Linked DNA regions of Pan troglodytes: all the other regions are linked to region 1. Evidence: chromatin contacts called from public Hi-C data. All regions are on one chromosome and are shown on one strand. Each heading gives the region's core, a stretch centred on a gene start, on an enhancer-like site or on the middle of the called end of the contact. The rest is flanking DNA. Distances are from core to core; before and after follow the strand shown.

What was found. A called contact is a pair of places that touch in the nucleus more often than the background predicts.
Region 2: a contact with region 1 is called in a Hi-C map of induced pluripotent stem cells, with 2.1 times the contacts expected there. The contact joins the enhancer-like site here to the promoter of PRDM16 in region 1. A contact is called at or near these places in 2 of 7 Hi-C or Micro-C datasets (induced pluripotent stem cells and stem cell-derived neural progenitor cells).
Region 3: a contact with region 1 is called in a Hi-C map of stem cell-derived neural progenitor cells, with 2.6 times the contacts expected there. The contact joins the enhancer-like site here to the promoter of PRDM16 in region 1. A contact is called at or near these places in 1 of 7 Hi-C or Micro-C datasets (stem cell-derived neural progenitor cells) and 1 of 1 datasets of contacts at active chromatin or transcription factors (stem cell-derived excitatory neurons).

Annotation. Positions count from the first base shown.
Region 1 is chr1:229,022,270-229,025,297 of NHGRI_mPanTro3-v2.0_pri, reverse strand. PRDM16 (PR/SET domain 16) reads left to right here and starts at 1,564. Exons shown (of 17, transcript XM_016952782.4): 1 at 1,564-1,647. The coding sequence starts at 1,611. LOC748078 (a long non-coding RNA gene) reads right to left here and starts at 2,863. Exons shown (of 6, transcript XR_001717380.4): 1 at 2,565-2,863; 2 at 575-1,324; 3 at 1-401.
Region 2 is chr1:228,803,683-228,806,710 of NHGRI_mPanTro3-v2.0_pri, reverse strand. The region is part of intron 3 of PRDM16 (PR/SET domain 16); the gene reads left to right. Among named protein-coding and RNA genes, the nearest start is that of ARHGEF16, 170 kb to the right of the region's middle. Within about 2 kb of position 1,565, at least 7 of the 24 cell types and tissues checked have an H3K27ac peak or open chromatin away from gene starts, as enhancers often do. A contact at or near this core is called in induced pluripotent stem cells, where this site is marked.
Region 3 is chr1:228,867,984-228,871,011 of NHGRI_mPanTro3-v2.0_pri, reverse strand. All of the region lies in intron 2 of PRDM16 (PR/SET domain 16), which reads left to right. Among named protein-coding and RNA genes, the nearest start is that of PRDM16, 150 kb to the left of the region's middle. Within about 2 kb of position 1,396, at least 11 of the 24 cell types and tissues checked have an H3K27ac peak or open chromatin away from gene starts, as enhancers often do. A contact at or near this core is called in stem cell-derived neural progenitor cells, where this site is marked.

The DNA.
Region 1 (3,028 bases), core at 315-2,814:
CTGCTGCGTTTCACCTCCTTTAACGCGGAGGCGCGGAGTTGCACGTGTGGGTCTCAGTGGAGCCGCCACAGGTCTCATTACACAACAAAGGGCAGGGAGGGCACGGCCAGGAGCCTCGCGGGGCGGCGCAGAGACCCCGCATCGCGGGCGCGACCCCTGCCTCGGGCTCAGGCTGACTCTGCGGCAGCTCCAAGTCCCGTTGCCGGGCAGGACTTCGGTGCTCCGGAAGGGTGCGGGGCAGCAACCTGGCCAGGGCAGCGCCTCGGTTTTCTTCCAATTCATTCTCGATTCCCAGATACTCAGATGAGAAATCCGCACTCAGGCCGTCAGGCTCCTGGGCCCGGGCCACCCTGCCTGCGCTCAGCCCGGCCCCTCCACCGCAGCGCCTCGGAGTTTGGGGACTACAGGGGAAGAGGAAGCGTCTGGTCGGCTCCCGTCCGAGCTGCTCCACCTGCGCCGCCGGCCTTTCCGCCCGCTACGCACCTGGGCCCCGAGAGGCCAGAGGGGAGTGTCCCCAGAGGCTCGGGTCCCCGAAGGTGGCCCAGCTCGGGCGCTCGCGCAGCCGGGTACTCACCTTGGGGGCGCGGCGGCAGGAGAGCGCGGGCGGAGAGGTGCGGGCGCCCTGGGACGACCAGCCGAGGACGCCTGGTGTTTGGACGGCTGCCCCCGCGCTGTCCCCCCGTGCGAGGCGTGTTGGCCTCCGTGGCCTCGCGAGGGACCGAGGGCGGCGGGTCCGAGTGCCGCCCGCCGGCCTGGGCAGTGGCGGAGCGCGGAGCTGGCGGCGCCTCCGCTGTTGTTTTTGAGCCGCGAAGCCCGAAGCAGCAGCCGTTGGGTGGGGGCGAAGGGGAGGAGGCGGGGGCCGGGAGGCCCGAGGGGGGCGGTGGGGCCCGGAGGGGGCTTCGGAGGAGCCGGGTTCTGGCGCGCGAGCCCCGACGCCCCCTCCAGCGATCGCAGGGCGGGGACGGGGGCCGAGGGGAGAATGCAGGAGAAAAGCGGGCCGGGGCGACGGGGAACGCAAAGCTTTTAAATTAGTAATCAAACGCAGTAAAACGGAGCAAAACCAGCCCGGACTCGCGTCCGAACTATCGGCGCGTGTGCCCCGAGATCCAAGGAAGTCGTGTGGAAAACCGCAGCCGCCGCCCCATCTTCGGCCCCGGCTGGGGCGGGAGCAGCAGCGCGACGCGCCGCGACGCAGGGGCAGGGTGGGGGGATAGTCACCTCGCCTCCGGGGCCACCTGGGTCCTTTTAAAGTGTCCGGGGTGCGGGCCCCGGGCGGGAGCGCCGAACACGGAATGTTTTCTTAAAGGGCCAGTTCCGAGCTGCGCTGAAAAGGGGGGGGGAGAGGGGGGAGAGATAAGTGAGACGAAGACCGAGAAGGCCGAGGAGAGCCCCCCAATCCCGCGCCGAGGCGGCGGCGGCGGCGGCGGCGGCGCGACGATGAGGATGATGAATACATTGCAAAGTTTTTTTGGCCCCGGCGAGGGGTGTCAGATTGAGTGCTCTGTGCGCATGTGCGAAGGTGTCCAAACTGACAATGCTGGGGAGATGAAGATAGTGTGTGGCTGCTTCTGGACTCAAGGAGGAGGAGAGAGATTCCGCGAGCCGACACCATGCGATCCAAGGCGAGGGCGAGGAAGCTAGCCAAAAGTAAGTCTCCCGCGCTCGGCCGCGCCGCGCCGCCGGGGCCGGGGCCGCCGGGCCGGGGCGCCCGGGCCAGGGGTGCGCGTCGGGGCGCGGCCGGCGCGCCTGCGGCTCCGGGCCCCCGGCTCGGCCGCGCGGCCCGGGGGGCTGCTCCGCCTCCCGCGCTCCGGGGCGACCGGGCTCGGCGCGGAGGCTCGGGGCGCCCGGGCCGCGCGCTCCCCGAAGGCGCCGGCCCCCTCCCCGCGGAACCCCCTCCCCCCCCACCAGTGTCAGGCGCTCGGGCCCGGGAACCCGAGGCGCGCGGTGGGGGCCGGGGAGGGGGGCGGAGGGGGAGGGCCGGGGGTGGAGGGGAGCGAAAAGTGAAAGTTAGCGAAAAGTTGACGAAAGGGGAGAGCAACTTTTTCCTCCCCGCTCGCTCTCTCCCTCTCTCTCTCCGAGTGGCTCTCAGTCCTGGTCAAATCATATTCCGGGCTTTTGAAATAGTGGGCGCTAGAGCACCGCCTTTGGCGTCCGCCAGCCGGGCGCAGAGGAGGGAGACCCCGAGCCGGGGAGGGGCGGAGGAGGGGGCGCGGGCCGGCGCCCACCCGGCTCCGCGGGCGCAGGGGCAGGGGTGGCGACGGCGGGACAGCCGCAGCCACTTGGGGAGCAAAATGGAGACTTTTGCCCGGGCTAGGAACTGTGGTCGTGAAGTTTATCCCCGGCTGTGCCCCGCGTGGTGGAGGGCGCTCCTCTGGGACGCCGGCAGCCTGCGCGGGCCGCCGGGGCGACCGTGCCTCCGACAGGAGGGACCCACCCGGCCACCTCCCGACCCGCCGCTGCCGCCCTCGGGCCCGCGTGGACCCCTCTGTACCCGCTTGCCTGGCACAGCCGGGCCCGGCGGGGACAGAGCTGCCCCGGCCAGACTGCCCGGTCCCCGGTCTTACTTTCTCTTTCGCTCCGTCTCGGCCGAGCCCCGGGCTCCGCGCGCCCCGCCTGCCGCCAGCCGGTCCTTGCCGCGGGCCGGGTGCTCCAGCCACCCGCGCCCTCGCCCGCCACAGCGCCTCCGAGCAGCCCGCGCGCACCCCGCAGCCCCTGTCGCCGGCGCCATCCGCGGTGAGGCGGGCGGGCAGGTGAGGACAGGCGGCGCCGCGGCCCGGCCAGCGCGGCTCCCGCAGCCCCGCCGAAGCCCCGGGTGCAGCGAAGCGGCCAGCGCCGCGCGGAGCGGAATCGGCGCCGCCTGCTCCCGCCGCCCCCTCCTCTGCAGGCCGCCCGCCCGCCCACCCGCAGAAGAGGCGCCCGGGCCGCTCCCCTCGAGGTCCCCGCCCGACCCACGCCGTTCCGTCCGCGCCTCCGGGGCCGGGTCCCTCCAGTCCGGCCTCGCAGCTCCCGGGGCCGAGCCCCCAAACGT
Region 2 (3,028 bases), core at 316-2,815, 220 kb after region 1:
GTGGGCAGCCAGCGCCAGCCCAAGCTCCCGGGGTCACTCCAAGGAGCAGTGAGGGCTCCCCTGCAGGTGCAGTGAGAGGCATGGTCGTATTAGGGCGGTTAGGGAGGGGCGTCTCCCTTCCCTTCCTTCTGAGTTTTCTTTGACACTGTCATCTTTCAGTGCAGAGTCAGTGCTGCAGAAGGCTCCCTGTGAGACAGGCGAGGCTGTGAGGCCGGGTGGGAGGCAGCGCTTCCCGAGCAGGTGCGGGGTGCGTCTTCACTCTGCCCCTCCCGACACTTGGTTTTGGAGGGGTCTGACCCAGTGGCCGGGCTCGTGGGTGGGAACTGGCCAGCCAGCCCCTCGTCACCTTCCCTCCTGCTTGGGCTCCACAGCCTATCCCAGGCACAGCTGCCCATTAGAGGCAGGGCTGTCCCTGCAATGGAGGTGCCAGGGAATGTCTGTCCAGGCCTTGGCCAGGGCCCGGGGTGGCTGCAAATGGCCTTAGGCCAATGAAGGACACAGCTGCCCCCCAACCTTGTTCATTCTCCAATGCCCCTCCCTCTGTCCCTCTCTCCCTCCCTCCCTCCTGCAGCAGACCCTGGAGGTGGGCTCCATGGCACAGGACAGCCCCAGGCAGACCCAACTCACCCACTCCCCAGAGTGGAGAGAACAGCCTCTGCCCCACGCTGCGCGGTGCCCCTAGGTCCACAGCAGAGACAGACACACAGAAGAGAGGGGACGGACAGCGAAGGGTTACGGGGACCAGACCTCAAGGTCAGAGGAAGAGAGAGGGGGCGGACAGCGAAGGGTTACGGGGACCAGACCTCAAGGTCAGAGGAAGAGACAGGGGGTGGTCAGCGAAGGGTTATGGGGACCAGACCTCAAGGTCAGAGGAAGAGAGAGGGGGCGGTCAGCGAAGGGTTACGGGGACCAGACCTCAAGGTCAGAGGAAGAGAGACGGGGCGGTCAGCGAAGGGTTACGGGGACCAGACCTCAAGGTCAGAGGAAGAGAGAGGGGGCAGTCAGCAAAGGGTTACGGGGACCAGACCTCAAGGTCAGAGGAAGAGAGAGGGGGTGGTCAGCAAAGGGTTACGGGGACCAGACCTCAAGGTCAGAGGAAGAGAGAGGGGGTGGTCAGCGAAGGGTTATGGGGACCAGACCTCAAGGTCAGAGGAAGAGAGACGGGGCGGTCAGCGAAGGGTTATGGGGACCAGACCTCAAGGTCAAAGGAAGAGTACATTTCCCGCCTGCTTCCCCCAGCATCTTCCAGCAAAGCCGGCTGGTGGTGTTGCGGCCACATAGCCTCCCCGACCCACATCCAAGCCTGCAAAGTTAAGAGGTTAGGATCTGCAGGAGCCCAGGTGCCTCTGCGGGAGGAATGTGGCTCAGATTCGGGGGCCGGTGCGCGGCGTGTCCAGGAGACGCAGGCACATCGCAGGGTTGGAAGTGCGCTGGGGGCCTGGCCTGTGGTCCTGGCTGGGATGCCGCCATCCTAGGGTAGCAGGCCTGGGGGGGCCTGGAGCTGGGGGCTATCCTTCCATGGCCTGGGCCTGGGGCAGGGGCTGCCGCCCGCCACCCGCCGCCCGTAGCCCGCCCGGGAAGCTGGGGTGGAGGCGCCCTCTATCGCCTGCCTGGGGGACATCTCGCCAAAGCACACCGGTTTGCCTTTGCAAACCGACATTAAGCGCCCCAGGTTCCTCAGACATTATCTGCCTTTTGGGAACCTTTAAAATAAAGAGTCAAACGTTTTCGGCCCCTGTCTGGCTTTTTATGTAAACTGAGTGGTTCCTGGAGCGTGTTTTTTAAAGTGTTAAGATGGCAGTATTTATCTGGAGGGGGAGGGAGGAAGAGCCAGGTGGGCGTTCTCCTATTAGGCCAGAATTTTCAGAGAAAACCAGTGCAAGGCGTGGCCAAAATGATGAGTTTGTTTCCCGGTGGCCTAGGAGTCTGTCGAGAGCAAAGCAACTGCAAGGTGGGCTTCTCCTGGCACTGTCGCCGTGAAGCCTTCGGGAGCCGGGACCTGCCAGCAGCCCGAGTTCAGCCCTGCAGGGAAAGGGGCGGCCAGGGGGTGCCCCACACCCTGAGAACGTGGGAGTGTGGTCTTGATACAGATCATCTTCAGATAGACTCTGTGGCCTTATGACAGGGAATCTGAGGGTTCATTCTCAGCCAGAGAGGAGGATAAGGGGTGTTGCTTCCAGAAACGGCCTTGCGTCTTGGGGGCTTCATGGAGCACCTGTGAGCCTGGGGTGGCCAAGCCTGGGAAACCCAGCGTGGTCCCGCCCAGGCCAGGGCAGAGCAGAGAAGGGTCAGAGCTGGAGGCCGGGCTGAGGAGTCTGCAGCCGCCAGGGCAGCTTCCGAGCTTGGTGCACCTACTCACCACGCTGGCCCTTCCTGGGCTGTAAGCCCTGAGTGACCTGCTCCCCTCTGGGCCCGGGCTTTCGGAGGCGAATGTTGGTAGGTTTCTCTGGCCGGTATAGCCCTTGAGCATGGAACGCTTCACCTGGTGCCCTGGACGGGGTGCCAGGGAGGCAGGCTGGCACTCTCTGGCCCCCCCCCAAGTTCTGGGCCAGCCCCCAGCATTTCCTGCTGAGAGTCCCAAGGTCCTTGGTGAGGTTTTCAGAGCCCACTGGCCAAACCTAGGGTGAGGTGGGCTGTGTGGACTGCAGCCAGGAGCAAAGTCTGGCCTGGGGCACCCCAGCCCTCTGGCCCCAGCCCCGTGGAGGGCCCTGCCTCTCCCCTCCAGCTGGCCACCTGGGCGTTCTGATTACCTCTCCAGGTGTGGCTGGGAAAGCAGCTCTGCCCTCTGCCCTCACCCCATTGTTCCCCAGGCTCTGCTTTTCAGGTCGTTTTACGTTTTCACCTGATCCCTGTGATGCTGCAAAGCATTCCCAGGCCACTGAGCAGCCCTGCCGCAGCCGCTGTGTCGCCCCCACTCACAAATCTCGGGACGGACATGTCCTCTGCCTTCCTGGGAGCAGGCGGGACTCTGGTCCCTGTGCTGTGACACATTCGTTCGGGCTTCTTCGCTCACACCCGCGACATCCAC
Region 3 (3,028 bases), core at 147-2,646, 150 kb after region 1:
GCTGCCGCCCCCATCCCATCCCTCGCCACAAAACACTATTGTCGTGGCCAAGTGAAGAAGAGTCGCCTGCACTTACAAAGGGCCTCTGCAGCCTGGCGTGGCGGCCAGAGGAGGTGCCTGGCTCTCGGCAGGGAGCCGCAGGGCTCTTTCTTCCTCTCTGGTTCGTACTTCTCCTCTCTCGTGGGGGTCCCCCAAAGCCTTTCATTCCGGCTTCATATTCACATAAAGACATCAAGAAAAAACCCAGCAGAAAGAATTATTAGGCATGGCTGTCAAATGCTTTATCAGAAAAGGGGGGAGGGCAGTAACCCGTTAGGTGCTGGCCAGCAGCCCCAGCTTCCCCAGGTATCCCCAGGGGGCAGCCGGGGCCACCTCGGTGTGCGGGAACAGGCCATGACACACTTGGGCACACCCACCCACCCCAAGGCACACGTACGCACACGTGCACACAGATGTGCCCGCCCGCACAGGTGGGCATCGGTGGGGCCCGTCTCTTCACCAAGTTTTGAATGGCTACACCTGATCTCAAGGCCCTTCCTTAGAAAGGGATATTCTCTGCCCTCCTTCTGGCTCTTTCTTTCTTTGTTCCAATTAGCAGAAGATGCTTCCTCCCCTTATCCACACTGGCAGGTGCCTCTGCCACCTTCTACCCACGAGCTGGGGTCTTTTCTACTCTTGGCAGCGAGGGGTGGCTGAAATCAGATGTGCCCTGGAGGCCAGGCCTCAGGACGCTCCTCCCCCAGGTGCACGCTCAGGGGACAAGGTGGACAACCCGAACCACGCTTGCTCAGAAATCCCGTAACCCAGCTGGCATTTTTGGAGACGTGTTCTCCCTCTTCCCTGCAAAGAGCTTTCTCACAGCTCACCCTAGACAGTTTTGCCACCTGCCAATCCCAATGGCTTTCTGAAAGTTCACAGCCTGGGGCCCAGCTCTCCCAAAGGAGGGGTCCTCGCGTCCAGTGCCGGGCTGAGCGGAGAGCTGCAGGGGAGAGGCGTGTTCTGCACACTGCCGCGAGGAGGGCCTTTAGGATTTGTGGTGAGGGGCACCCCAGGGTGGGCAGTACCTCAGGATGCATTTTCAACACAGCCTCACGGTGCACAGAAACCGAAAACCGCATGCCGACAAACGGCTCCCTCGGCAAACATTTTTATTTCCAATTAGCAAAAGAAAAATTGCTAATTTGCTGCAGTTGGACCAGGCTGACGTCTCAATCTGCGGAGTGTCAGCGCAGTGAAAGAAAATGTTTCACACTGTGTCGGCGAGAGCAAGCAGCTCTAAAGAGGGTCAGGGCAGCGGGCCCAGAAACCAGATTGACTGGCCACAGCGCTAAATTACTCACACAAGACACACATTGTCTGCCGTGCCAGCTCCCGGAGGACCTGCCTTCTCATTCTTTCCCCTTGGAGCTGGGGCGGGGGAAGGGGTCCAGCGTGGGAGGAGAGCGCAGGGGGCTGGCAGGGCCTCGGTAGGGCAGTATCATCTTTGGGAACAGAGAGAGTCAGAAGCCGGGTTAATAATTACCCAGGTCTGTCTGCAGTGTTCGGGAACAGGACGATAAAATTCTCCCAGATCCCAGCCACAGCTCTGCACTCGGGAGATTCTGTGCAGATAATGTCCCGCAGGAGTGAGGGCTGAACATGGCAGGAGCGAGGGCTGAACATGGCAGGAGCGGCCATCTCTCTCACCCTGCATTTCAAGGCTCTGTAACCGCCCGCCTGCCCTGCTTCACCGACTTCGGGAGAAACCCCCATACCTCCCGGGCGCTGTCTCCCCACCTCTGGCAAGCCGGAGGAGGGTATCTCAGCAAAGCCAGCTCCCCCGCAGGTATGAGGTCCCCCGGATCCACGGAGCTAGCACAGGCCATGGACCTAGAGCGGCGGAGTCTCCCTGGGGAGATGGTGAGGCTGCGGTGCTGGCCACAGATGTTTGGCGCTGAAGTAATAATGAGCCTCTCCTGAAAACCATTGACCACGTAACCTCAGACAGTAAAAGCCCCCGAGTGGGCTCTCAGAGGATCTAAATGGGTTTGCCTGCATCTCCAGACATAGCCCTCATTTTGAAGAGACATTCATTCCGTGCCCACACGCGCTGGGAGGAATGCATCTTGTCCTCGCCGTGCCCACGCTGTCACTCCGTCTGCGGCACCTTCCTCCACACATCTCTGTGGCCCCACAGCACGCCCAGCCTCCCAGCCGATGCACACAAAACCTGTCCCCAACACCGTGGGGCCACGTCACGGGCATCATAGCAGCCGGCCAGGGCAGCCCCAGGACCTGTGGTCTGTCCTGGCTCAGACTCACACCCAGGGCCAATCCAGGAGCTACCTGCAGCCCTCCCCGCGTCTGCCACCTTCCACAGCTCTGTGGGCCTGGGACCTGGTCACGCAGGACCAGCACAGGTTGGGGCAACATTGGGTCGGCAGGGCTGAGAAAGCCAAGACCTGCTTGCAGGTGCAGGGGCCACAGGAGCAGCCGGCCCACCTGGCCTCGAGTCTTGCCGTACCCCCAGGCTGCTGTGGTTCTCCTTGGCCTGAAATGCAACGGAAGGCTGACTTTGGGGATGGTCTAGAGGGGCCCTTCCTTGAAAGGACACCACTTGGTCTCTCTCCCCATTCTCTGGCAGTTCCTGGGTGTCACTGGGAGAAGCTCCCTGGATGACAGGTGTGCAGGGGCCTGGCAAACAGGAACCCAAACAGGGAGGCAGCCCAGGGTGCAGGGCTCGTGCATCTGCTCGCCTCCTCGAAGGGTGCTGCTACAGTCTGCACGGGGAAGCTCCTCGCCTTGGTCTCTTTGAGATAAGCTGCCCAGGGAGGAAAGGGCCAACCTAGCCCAGCCTTGGGAGAAAGTGCACCACAGTGGCAGAGCCAGCCTCTTCCAGTCCTTTGACACATGGTGATTTCAGAATCCATCCCATCAGGCCACTTGATGCTCAGACTCAAGAGAGGGAGACCCTGTCTGGGAGCAGGAGTCATGTTTACAACCCAGGGTGGTCAGTGAGGTGGAGAGGGGGGACGGGTTGCCAGTGGCT